Linked DNA regions of Rattus norvegicus: region 2 is linked to region 1. Evidence: chromatin contacts called from public Hi-C data. All regions are on one chromosome and are shown on one strand. The core of a region is the stretch at or near the end of the contact, and the rest is flanking DNA. Distances in the headings are between cores, read along the strand shown.

Evidence for each region. A called contact is a pair of places that touch in the nucleus more often than the background predicts.
Region 2: a Hi-C map of Schwann cells shows a contact between it and region 1, with 8 times the contacts expected there. The contact joins the promoter of Gfra2 here to the enhancer-like site in region 1. A contact is called at or near these places in 4 of 12 Hi-C or Micro-C datasets (Schwann cells, frontal cortex, kidney and 1 more).

What each region holds. Positions count from the first base shown.
Region 1 is chr15:52,251,680-52,256,864 of GRCr8, forward strand. No RefSeq gene overlaps it. Among named protein-coding and RNA genes, the nearest start is that of Dok2, 8.4 kb to the left of the region's middle. Within about 2 kb of position 1,517, at least 14 of the 93 cell types and tissues checked have an H3K27ac peak or open chromatin away from gene starts, as enhancers often do.
Region 2 is chr15:52,349,646-52,355,443 of GRCr8, forward strand. Gfra2 (GDNF family receptor alpha 2) reads left to right here and starts at 2,467. Exons shown (of 9, transcript NM_012750.2): 1 at 2,467-2,626. The coding sequence starts at 2,587.

The sequences.
Region 1 (5,185 bases), core at 267-2,766:
ACTGGGGAGGGGGCGCCTTATCAACACAGAAACCTGCTGTAGATGGAGGAACAGTGTCTGCAGCAGCAGATTCGGAGTGTGTTGTGGGAAGTTTGTAGTTAGTGGGACAAGGAAGGGAGTTTTGAAGCTCTGGGTAAGGAACGCCACAGAAATCTTTAGTACAGCAGCTCTGGAAGGATGGACTTGGGGGTGAGAGGTATAAGAGTCTCCACTGAGAGGGTTCCTGGGATCCAAAAGGTGTTACAGAGTTAGCTCCTGTGGAACATGGGTATCTGCTGAATGTGGCCCATGGAGAAGGGAGGTTTCCAGGGAGAAACTTGAGTTTCAGGTAGTGAGCTTGGATCCTCACATGCTGAGGTTAAGATGGCTGTAGTAGCCAGGGGATGTGCTTTTAATCCCAGCACTCTGGAGGCTGACACATCTCTGAGTTCGAGACCAGCCTGTTCTACAGAGCAGAGTTCCAGGTCAGTCAAGGCAACACAGAAAACCTGTCTCAAAAAAACTAAAAACCCAAAATAAAACCAACCAGCTGAACAAACAGGAAGATGGCTGCATTATGTCCAGCCACAGTGAGGTAGAACTAGACGAGGTTCTAGTGTCCAGGAGAGCAAGGAGTAACACACACACACACACACACACACACACACACACACACACACACACAAGCACACTCACAGATCGATGCTCTCAAGACCCCGGGTAAGGAGTAACACACACACACACACACACACACACACACACACACACACACACACACACACACACACACACAGGCACACTCACAGATCGATGCTCTCAAGACCCCGGGTATGTGACCAGCTAGGTTTTGTCAGTTTTAACAGAGTAAGTAAGCTGGAACAGGTGAGAGGTTCTCTGCCCCTTTTGTCTGTGCTAAGTGCCAAGGTTTGCATTCAATCTAAGTTCCAGAATCTGTGCAGGTCCAATTCTCTAAGGAGCTCAGGCTCCTCAGAACACTGGGGGAAGAAGTCAGGCAGATTCTTGGTGTCTCATTACTAATTTCCTCACGTGGCACTTGACGTGCTCATCCCGAATGTGCCCAGCAGGGGGCAGTGTCAGCCTGTGGAAACTGCCACTAGGGATTAAACCTACGAGGTGAAGTGGGTGCCTGGTCCTGAGGGACGAATTTCTCTGCCCTAAGGATCTGGGGCTGCGGGGAAAGCTTCAGGAGTCTGCATTTGAGAGCGGGTCCCTTCGGACTCTAGGGATTCCCCTCCGGAAGTGTGGACACGCTTTCAAATCCTGGGCCGATCCCTATCTCTTTGCGCTTTTCACCTTCAAGAGACAGAACTTTCTGGTTGCTCTTCTCTGAGATCACGTGATCTCACCAGGGGAAGTGGGGGACAGCCTGACTGGGGAAAAGTGGGGTGGGGGTTGGTAGCTGCAGAAGTAGAGCATTTGGGGAAGCTGGGAGGGGCAATGAAAGTCTTTAGAGGACTGTTGGGGAAATGCTGACTAGGCTTTCAGTGCCCTCAGAGGAAATGAGCCAGTGGGTGTGCCCCATCCTGCGGGAGCTCTGAGTGCCTCTTAGCTAGGCTTTAGCTGCGTCTGTGTCACCGTGATGTGTGCACCATCCATTCAGTAATTCTACAGAGCAACTCCCACTTGTACGTCCCCCTCACTCAGAAGCTGGGATTCTGGAAGGCTCCCCAGCCCCAACTCAAAGGAGCTAGCAGTGGGGAGCAGAGAGCGAAGGTGGCTATTGATGGATCAGTGATAAAAGCAACTTGAGAGCACCTCAGGCAGACACATTGAGGCAAGGCCTCCTTCAAGAGCCGCTGAGCCATCTAGGAGGCCAGGGGAAAGTTCATCGGTAAGGAAGGAGACAGTCCTGCCATTGCGGGGCTGAGCCAAGAATTTACAAAGACCTTGCCACCCAGAGAGGGTCTCTGGGCTCTAGGCAAGCCTCTTAGTTCCTGTTGATCCTATGAGAAGCTTGGTTGTATCTAGGACTCTTGTAGACTGGCTTAATCTTTTCACTGAAGTCATAGGTTGCCTAATGCATGGACATGCTCTGAGAAATTTGTCACCATTCATCCTCACCACTGAATTTTCTTTTACTAATTACTTCTTTTCTTTTCTTTTTTTCTTTTTTTCTTTTTTTCGGAGCTGGGGACCGAACCCAGGGCCTTGTGCTTGCTAGGCAAGCGCTCTACCACTGAGTTAAATCCCCAACCACTTACTAATTATTTCTTTACATACTGACCACAGTTTCCCCTCCTTCCCCTCCTCCCAGTCCTTCCCGCCAACCCCCATTCACTTCTCTTCCGTTTCTTTTCAGAAAATGGGACCTCCCATCAACCAACTCTGGCATCAAGTTGCAGGAAGACTAGGCACATCCACTTCTACTGAGACTAGACAAGGTAGCCCAGTAGGAGGAAAGGGTCCCAAAGGCAGGCACCAGAGTCAGAGACAGCCCCTGCTCTTGCTGTTAGGAGTCCCACTTGAAGACCAAGCTACACAACTGTAACATACATGCAGAGGGCCCGGGTCAGTCTCATGCAGGCACCCTGGTTGTTGCTTCAGTGTCTGTGGGCCAGGTTAGTTGATTCTGTAGGTTATCTTGCACCACTGAATTTTTACACCTACATGATATATAACTACATATATAGGTACATGGCATGTGTGTACATATGCTTATATATATGTCTGTGTGTAAATATAATTTATACTATTTGCTATGTAGAATATAACATACACATGTAATATATAATTTATATATTCTATATAATCACACTATATCTATAATATGTATGTCACAGCCTGTTTCACCTAGGATACAAACATGTAGAGCTTTGTTATATGTGAAACACTGGATGTACTGGTAGCACAGTGGTATTTGTGTATATAAACATTCAAGATAGAAGAGAAGCATAAACATACCAGGCAGGAGGAGTTCTTTCATCTGTTTAATCTTATAGGCTTTATATAAGCTTGCCGTTGACTGAGAAGTCATTGTGTGCCACAGACCGTGTGGTGGCATCAGGGCAGGTAGGAGATCAAGTCCCCAGCTTGGAGGTGTGTGTCCAAATTCACAACTGCCAGATGCTGCATCATTCCCATTCTTTCTCTTCTGACTCTCCCATCTCTATTGTTCCGACTTTCTTCAGAGTGCATAAACTTTGTGTGTGTGTGTGTGTGTGTGTGTGTGTGTGTGTGTGTGTGTTGGCTGATCCAAGTGAACCTGCCCTGTGCTTACAGTGGGATACCAGGCCCCCCAGGAGGTTCCACTGTGGACTTTCAGCATCTGAAAAGGCCCCGATTTGCTTGGGCCTCTCTGGCCCATTCAGCTCTCTCTGGGGACTCTCCTCAGGCTACTGATGCTGCCACCACTTTTCAGCCTTGATGCTAACCAGCCTACTGCTTCTTGGCTTCTGGGCATTGATTCAATTAGCCAAGATGCCCACCTCCTCCTGCAAGAGCCATTTATAAAATGAACTGGGGTAGCCGCAGATCCTCAGGCAGGACAGGGCTGGGGAGATGGTGAGCTGAGGGGAGGAGGTAGAGGAACCCTGGGAGGGGTGTCTGATCCGATTAGGTGCTAGACTGGCTTCCCCCTGGCAGGAGGCTGTACATCATTGCTTTGCTTTGGTCCTCTACTGCCCAGCACAGAGCAGAGTCCATCAACCTCTAGGCAGTGGCCAGGTTTGGCAGGGAGAGGGCAGTGGTATGTAGAGTGTTCACAACACTTTCATCTTTGTAGAATGCTTGGGACAGCTTAATGTTGTGGGCTGGGCACACAGGCTTCAGCTTGACTCCCTGGGTTCAAGTTCTACCTCTGCCTAATGGCAGCTGTGCCTATGGCACTTGCATCGTTTTTTTTTTTTTTTTTTTTTTTTTTTTTTTTGCTGGTGGAAAAGGAGAAGGGTAACACTTATCTTTTTCAAAGCTTGTAGCAAAGATAAAAAGAACCAATGAAAGCATAGCTCCCAGGACAGTGCCTGGCACAAACCAAGCTCTGGTGTCCACCAGTCTCATTTGGTCCTCAAACCAGCAGGCAAGTTATTCTTATTAATAGTGTCACTGGGTCATAGGCAAGCATCTTCCCCCCTGGTCTTTGCAGAGAAGACTTGGGCTTTGTAGGTGTGGAAGGAATTGCCTGGGCGAGAGACATATGGTTCTAAAGAGTAAAGAAAGGAGAAAGAGCAATCAAGGAGAGGTTAGGAATGCGTTGCCAGTGGCCTTTCCTTTCCACACTAGGAGAGGGAGTGCAGAGAATCAGCTTGGAGAAGGGTTCTTGGAGAAGATGTGTGTGTGTGTGTGTGTGTGTGTGTGTGTGTGTGTGTGTGTGACAGAGAGCAGAGAGAGGGAGAGAGAGAGAGAGAGAGAGAGAGAGAGAGAGAGAGAGAGAGAGAGAGAGGTGTTTGAGTAAAACTAATGACTTGAAGTCATATCATGGGTCCATGCTGGCAGCCTGTGTTCTACTCGAGACAGCTTTCCAGATTGCTCTATGTTCTCCAAGCAGTTCTCTTCTGTTATTCTAAAATTCTCAGGACAGTTCATCTCTCAGAGGTCAAAAGCCCAGTTTTCTATTTTACATATCAATTCAGTCATGATATCAATTCAGGTTTCCTTTTGAGTATCTCATGAATCAGCATCCCATGACCCCAGCCCATTGATACTTAGGAAGAGTCAGCAAGCACAGACCCAGCCTGGAATTACCATTCAGACCACACCTGGACCTAAATTACCTCTGTCCCAGGCTAACCTTGAACTCAGGAATCTGCCTATCTTTGTGTCTTTCCAACAAATTGGCTTACACTGTAGTTGCCTCTGTTCCATCAGATCTGTGTGGCTCCTTTCACAATTCATATTTTGCATGGTTGAGGAATTATATATTTTTGAACTCATGTTTTCAACATTATTTCCCACAGCCTTAAGGGCTGTCCTGAAGGTCATAGCATTCTACCATGTTGCTGAGACATAGACACACTCTTGCCTCCCAGACTTGTGCTGTCTCTGATTATCATGGAATCATTAACCTTAACAGAGAGGACATTCCTGGAAGGAAGAATGTGAAAATATGAACATTATTAAACAAACACTCACAGCAACCATCAACATACAAGGAGGTCCTTGTGCTCTGTTCCAGGGGCAGGAAACCATATTGTCTCTTATGTGACTACTCTGGACTCAGCAGGGGAGATCAAATTCCTGTGAGTGAATC
Region 2 (5,798 bases), core at 1,217-3,716, 99 kb after region 1:
GTTACCCGCCTCTTCACACGAAGTACACTAAGCAAATTCACAGCACTTCCTCTATCCCACCACCTTAATATTTAATAATGTATTTTAAAAGCTACTCCCTAATAAGCTTGGGATGGGATGTTGACCTTCTTCTTCTTCTTCTTCTTCTTCTTCTTCTTCTTCTTCTTCTTCTTCTTCTTCTTCTTCTTCTTCTTCTTCTTCTTCTTCTTCTTCTTCTTCTCCTCCTTCTCCTTCTCCTTCTTCTCCTGCTCCTTCTCCTTCCCCTTCCCCTTCCCCTTCCCCTTCCTCTTCCTCTCCTCCTCCCCCTTCCTTCCTTCTTTCTTTTTTTTTTTTTGGCAGTGTAGAAAGTTGAACCTGGCCCCGGGGACCCCATACAAGACATAGGATTGAGAAATGCCAGGGCAGCCGAGGATGTGCCAGAGAGAAGCATGGAACTGGGGTGCTCAGTGCGCGTGGGCTGTATGATCCCAAGAGCGCTGCTGCGTGTGTGCACCGCCTGTCTGCCTTGCCACCTCTGTCAGCAACCTCACTTCGCCTTCAACCCTTTTCCAGCCAGACGTTTCTTTTTTGGTGCCTCTGGACTTTTATTGTAAATTCTTATGACTAAAATACGCCGGTGAGCTGGGCCCAAAGACAGATGGATCAATTGTCCCCCTTCCCGGCGTGGGGAGGAGTCTCCATCCGGAAGGGTCCCCACCCGCAGCTTCGGGAACCGGGAGTGGCCATAGTTCCCTGACTAGCTCTAGGGAGGAGTCCAGGAGATCTCTGTGTGCGGGGTAGGGGTGGGAAGCGGAGGCCTGGGTGCCTCCTGTCTTGGGGCCCCCCAGTGGGGTGGAGTGTCAACCTGGGCTGGATACTTCCAGCGCGGTTGTGGCTGGTTCACTGGTCTTGGAGGAGGTAGTTGGGACCCTAAACAGCCTTCTTTCTGGTCTGGTGAAGGAGAGACCAACTGGGGAAGAGAGATCTAGATTGGCCGGAAAGCTGGTGTGTGTGTGTGTGTGTGTGTGTGTGTGTGTGTGTTGGGGAGCGCGCGGGGTGGGGTGGCAAGCTAGGCACCAGTGTGTAGTAAAAGTTCCTAAGCTCCGCATGCAGAACACACGTGTAGGAGCGCGGGGTTAGAGCCAGGGAGACAGGGCTGGCCTACAAGGGCATCTTGGGGTTCCCTAGTGCTTTTGGGGAGATGCTCAGACCGTCTCCCAACGAGGAATACATCAGCTAGCGGAGAGTGGTGCTCTCTCATCCAGACCTGGACCACCATGCCAGTGTTTTTCTACTGCCCTGCCCCCACGCCTCCAGGATGGCTCCAGCACCCGGGTCTCAGTGTCCCCCTAGCCTCGCTCAGGCTTCCGAAACCTCATGGCCCTGGGGGGTCTAGTGCGGAGGCGGTGGTACTTGGAGAACGCAAGCCTTCCCCTAGCCAGGAAGAGAGGTTGGATGGAGAGGAGGGGGCGGGAGGCTTGGTAGGTTTGAGCGTGGACACTGGCCGGGGGATCTAGTCGGTTTCCGGCCAAGGCACAGGCTAATCCCAGCAAGGGCGGGCAGTTGAGCTTAGGGAGCCAGAGGTGGAGCTCACCCCTAGGCCACTGTTCCCGGGAGCCAGCAACACTCCAGTGTTGGTTCCATCACCGGCGAGTCGCTCGCTACCACCGCTGCTGCAGAGTGTAGCTGCTCCGCCGCGCTCCCGCGCTCTGCGCTGCCAGCCGCCAGGGAGCCGGGGTGCTGAGCCCGGAGCAGAGGAAAGGGGCGAGGCGCGAGAGCCTAGGCGAGGGAGCCGCGAAGGGGGAGGGGGCGGGCTGAGGGAGGAGCAGGGGGAGAGAGTAGGGAGGGGAGGAGAGAGGGCGTGAGGGAGAGCGGAGACCGAGAGCAAAGAGCGAGAGCGAGGGAGAGGAGAGGAGAGGAGAGGAGAGGAGGGGAGAGAGGAGAGGGAGGGAGGAAAGACACGCAAGCACAGGCACACCGGCTCTGGAATTCCATTAGAAAAAAGTGAGCCGAGCAAGGGTTAGCGGGAGAAGATTTTTTTTTTTTTGAATCTTTTTCTTCGTCTTGGTGCCAAAGAAGCGACTCTGGTCTCCCGTCCTAGAAGCTCCTACTGGATTGCTCCTATTCCGTCGGTGGATTTCTTTCCTATTCGCATTTATTCTGACCCCCTCCCTCGCTGCTTCCTTCCAGCCCTTCACTTTCAGATCGCCTCGCCCCCACCTCTCCAGTCCCCTCCTGGGAAGTGCAGGGGAATTGGACCCACGGGGACTCACGCCTTCCCGGACGCGCGAGCAAAGGGCTGGGCTGACCTCAGGACCAGGCTGTTGGCTTAGAAGGCAGCCAGACACATAGCTACGTGTGTTTGATTTCAGTGGCAAGGGGGGACGTCGAGAGGCAGCCCACCGCCCGCCTCCTACCCCTCCCCCTCCAACCAGCAGTGAGAATCCCAGGACTCGGGATCTTCAACCGGCGGCCGCCCGGCGGGATCTCCGCATTGGATTTGGGGGTCGTTATTGCTCGGCTGTTATTATTATCGTTATTTTATTTTTATTTTTTAAACCTAAGGGAGAAAGACACATACACACAAAACTGTGGGATTTATTTAACATGATCTTGGCAAACGCCTTCTGCCTCTTCTTCTTTTTAGGTGAGTAGCTGCAGGTGGCGAGTCTGGGGGCCAAAGGGGCTGCGTGCGTTCAGCCGCCCACTGGAAGCTGGGCATGCGGGGATGGAGTTGGGGGGCTGCGAGCGGGGCGCCGCGGGAGACACCGAGAGGGCGCGCCGAGCTGGGGGTCGGGGCTTGGGGCTCCGGGGAGGCGAACTGCCCGGGAGGGTCTGGAGGAGGGAGCTGTGCAGGGCTAGCTGGTTGTGCGGAGGACTGAGAAGGAGACTTCCAACATTCAAACCTTCTCCGCACGCACTCCCGCGCCGCGCGCGCACACACCGATACACACTCTTACTTGCAGGCCGTGATAGCGCTCATTTCCCTCAAAATAATGGGTTCAATTTGCAACAACTTAGGAAGGAAAAAAAAATGCAACTCTTGGTGTGAAAGAAAAGAGGGAGGGGAGAGGCTGGCGGGAGCTATCAAGCCTGTCCCTCCTTTCTGTGGGTTTCTGCGGGAGGTCCAGGTTTGGATGTTTGCGGGTAGCCCTTGTAGTCACCTCCTACCTGCCAATCAGTCTGAGGAACGTACCCTATCTCTCCACTTTCGGTAGCACTTTGCAAGTTTTTTTTTTTTCCTACCCACTGCCTCTCTTCCCAAGCCAGATGGGTAGGTGGAGCTCAGCCTTGCAAATAGGTGTTCAAGGCCTTCAGAGCAATAGCCTTGGGGCCTAGGGTTAGTGGCACAGGAAAGTGGAGGCCAAAGTTTGCCCCTTGGAAAGGAGAAGATGGTGCGAGGAATGCCAGAAAAGGGCAAAAACAGATCTTAACAAAGACCACTTACTAATCATCCTGTAAGCTCCCTCCCTCTCTGACAGGGGGAGTGGCTGCCCAGTGGTTCTGAGCTCCAGCAGCGACTCCCCCCTCCCCTTATACTTTGTAAAATCTCAGCTGCTTAGGAAGCAAGGTATAGGGATAGATAGCGATTTCCTCTCACACAGGTAAAGAAAAGATGTTTACAGGCTGGAGAGATGGCTCAGCCGTTAACGGCTAGGCTCATAACCAAAAATATAAGAAAAGATGTTTACAAGGCTATATGTGGACCCAGGGTCCCCAGGCAAGGTTACTGTTAGGGAATTCTGAAAAGTGTGTGTGTGTGTGTGTGTGTGTGTGTGTGTGTGTGTGTGTGTGTGTGTGTGCCATCTGCTTTCAGTACAGGTGCTGTTCCGCTTGCTGGCAATCCAGAGTGAGGTAGCTACCAAGCAGGGATCAAGAGATCTCCCTTACCTTCAGCAGAAAAGGGCTCCGGAGAGTCCAGACAGGGAGGTAGACTTTGCTTATGGAAGATGTGCATGGTCTAAGAAGTGCCCTCCAGGTTGGCCCTGCGGATTTGTGGTCAGGGAGAGTCAATATTGGCTGTTTCTTGGATCCTTTGCCTGCTCACAGACTTTCTACCTCCCAGCTATGCATTCCCAGGGGATCTAGCCCTGCCCTGGGGTGTGGTCTTCACCATACTTGCTTTCCCCACATGTCAGTAACCCTGTGGGTAGGAGGAACAGGGTAAGAGGGTTGAAAATGCTCTGGGCTCACTCTCATCCTGCAGCCCTTTCCAGCAGCCTTGGAGAAGTGAACTCTCATTCTGAATGAACTGTCACAAAATTTGACCTTTTCTTCATTAATGGTCTGAAAACGCAGCTTTCTGGGGTCTTAGAATGATCAGAGTCAAGAAGAAAACATTGCATTCCAGGTAAAACCAGCCAGATTGCCTGCTGTTGAGTTGCACCCCTCCCTCATAAAGGATGCATGCTTCCAGGTATAGGGGTCCCTTCCGAGGGGCAGTAGTAGATGAATACAGTCCTCTCCAGTGTCAGACCACAAGTTGCACATCGGGTGATCCTAGCTGAGGAGTCAGCTCTCCTCAGCGGTAGCAATAGGTATCCTGCCCATAATGGGTGTGTACGGGTGAGTGCACGTATGTGTGTAGAGTATGAGCAGGGCCCACCACTGCCTGCTCCCCAGGGGCGAGATGGGAAGTGGAGGAGAGGGTTGCCTGATACCTCCTTGAGTTATGACCCTTCAGTTCCCTATCCCTTGAGAAGTCCCTCTCCAAAGCTGGGCACAGGTGACAGAGCAGGGGATTCTGAAGGGCTCTGATGGAATGGGATGATGGTGTGAAGGAAACTTAAATCCAAAGGCCTTTTCCTGGCCAGAAGACTACAGTTGGGAACCACTTGGAAAGTCTGTTTAATGTGGAGGTTCCTTAGCAGTTTGAGATTTCAGTCTTAAGCAGTTTGGCTGGGGCCATGGTGAAGAGTGCCCCACCCCCTTCAGAGGGCTTTTCCAAAGGTTCTGAGTGAGATCTAGTGTCAAGAGGACTGTGGTGGAGAGAAAAGGCTTTTTAGCCCAACCATCCAGATTTTCAATGTTGGCATAGGATGCAATGGAGAGAGAGAACAGAGTGGGCAGAGGACCAAGCCCCCGCTGGTCTTCTAGCACACATTTTGTCTATTGAGGGAACTGTAGATGCAGGAGGGCAACCTGGACCTCTACCTTCCCCTCCCCAGTACTCCCTAGAACTGTTATACACTGTCTATTCTTGATAAATCCAAGTTTCCTTCCTCTAGGCCATGAAGGTAGCCTTTTCTTCTGATTCTTGGCTAGCCTCTCCAGGTTACTGTGATTTCCTTCTCTGATTGGACTTGGTTGCTTCTGTCCCAGAGATAGGGACAGTCCTTGAAAGGATGTCCTGGTCCTCTGCAGAATATATCCTTGCCTTTCATGAACACCAGTTGACAGGATGAGGAAACCCTTGATACTGGCATGGGAGCCAACAGAGGCTTGCGTTAAGGACATCAAGGGGACTCTTGGCTCTAGCTGTAGACCAGGCCGAAGGAGTTGCTTTCTTTCTGCATTCCCTGAAATGCAGACTGACTTTAAACTTGTGTAAATTCTGAGCCCATAGAAAGCCCAGGATGCTGGCATGTCTTATCCCGAGGCCCTGTGTCCCATTCTGTGTTCCCCTTTAGCTCAGTCAGGTGGAAGGTGAAGTCCTGTGGAACCCTGGGACAAAGTCAGTGAGAATGCAGAGCTGGCTGGCTGACCAAGAGAGCAGCTGACAGGTGCAAGTTGGGGGTGTGGTAGTTCAGCTGTTCCTGGGTGGCCCAGAGGCACTGGAGTCCTGTAAAGGGATGCAGGAATCTGCTGAAGCCTTGAAA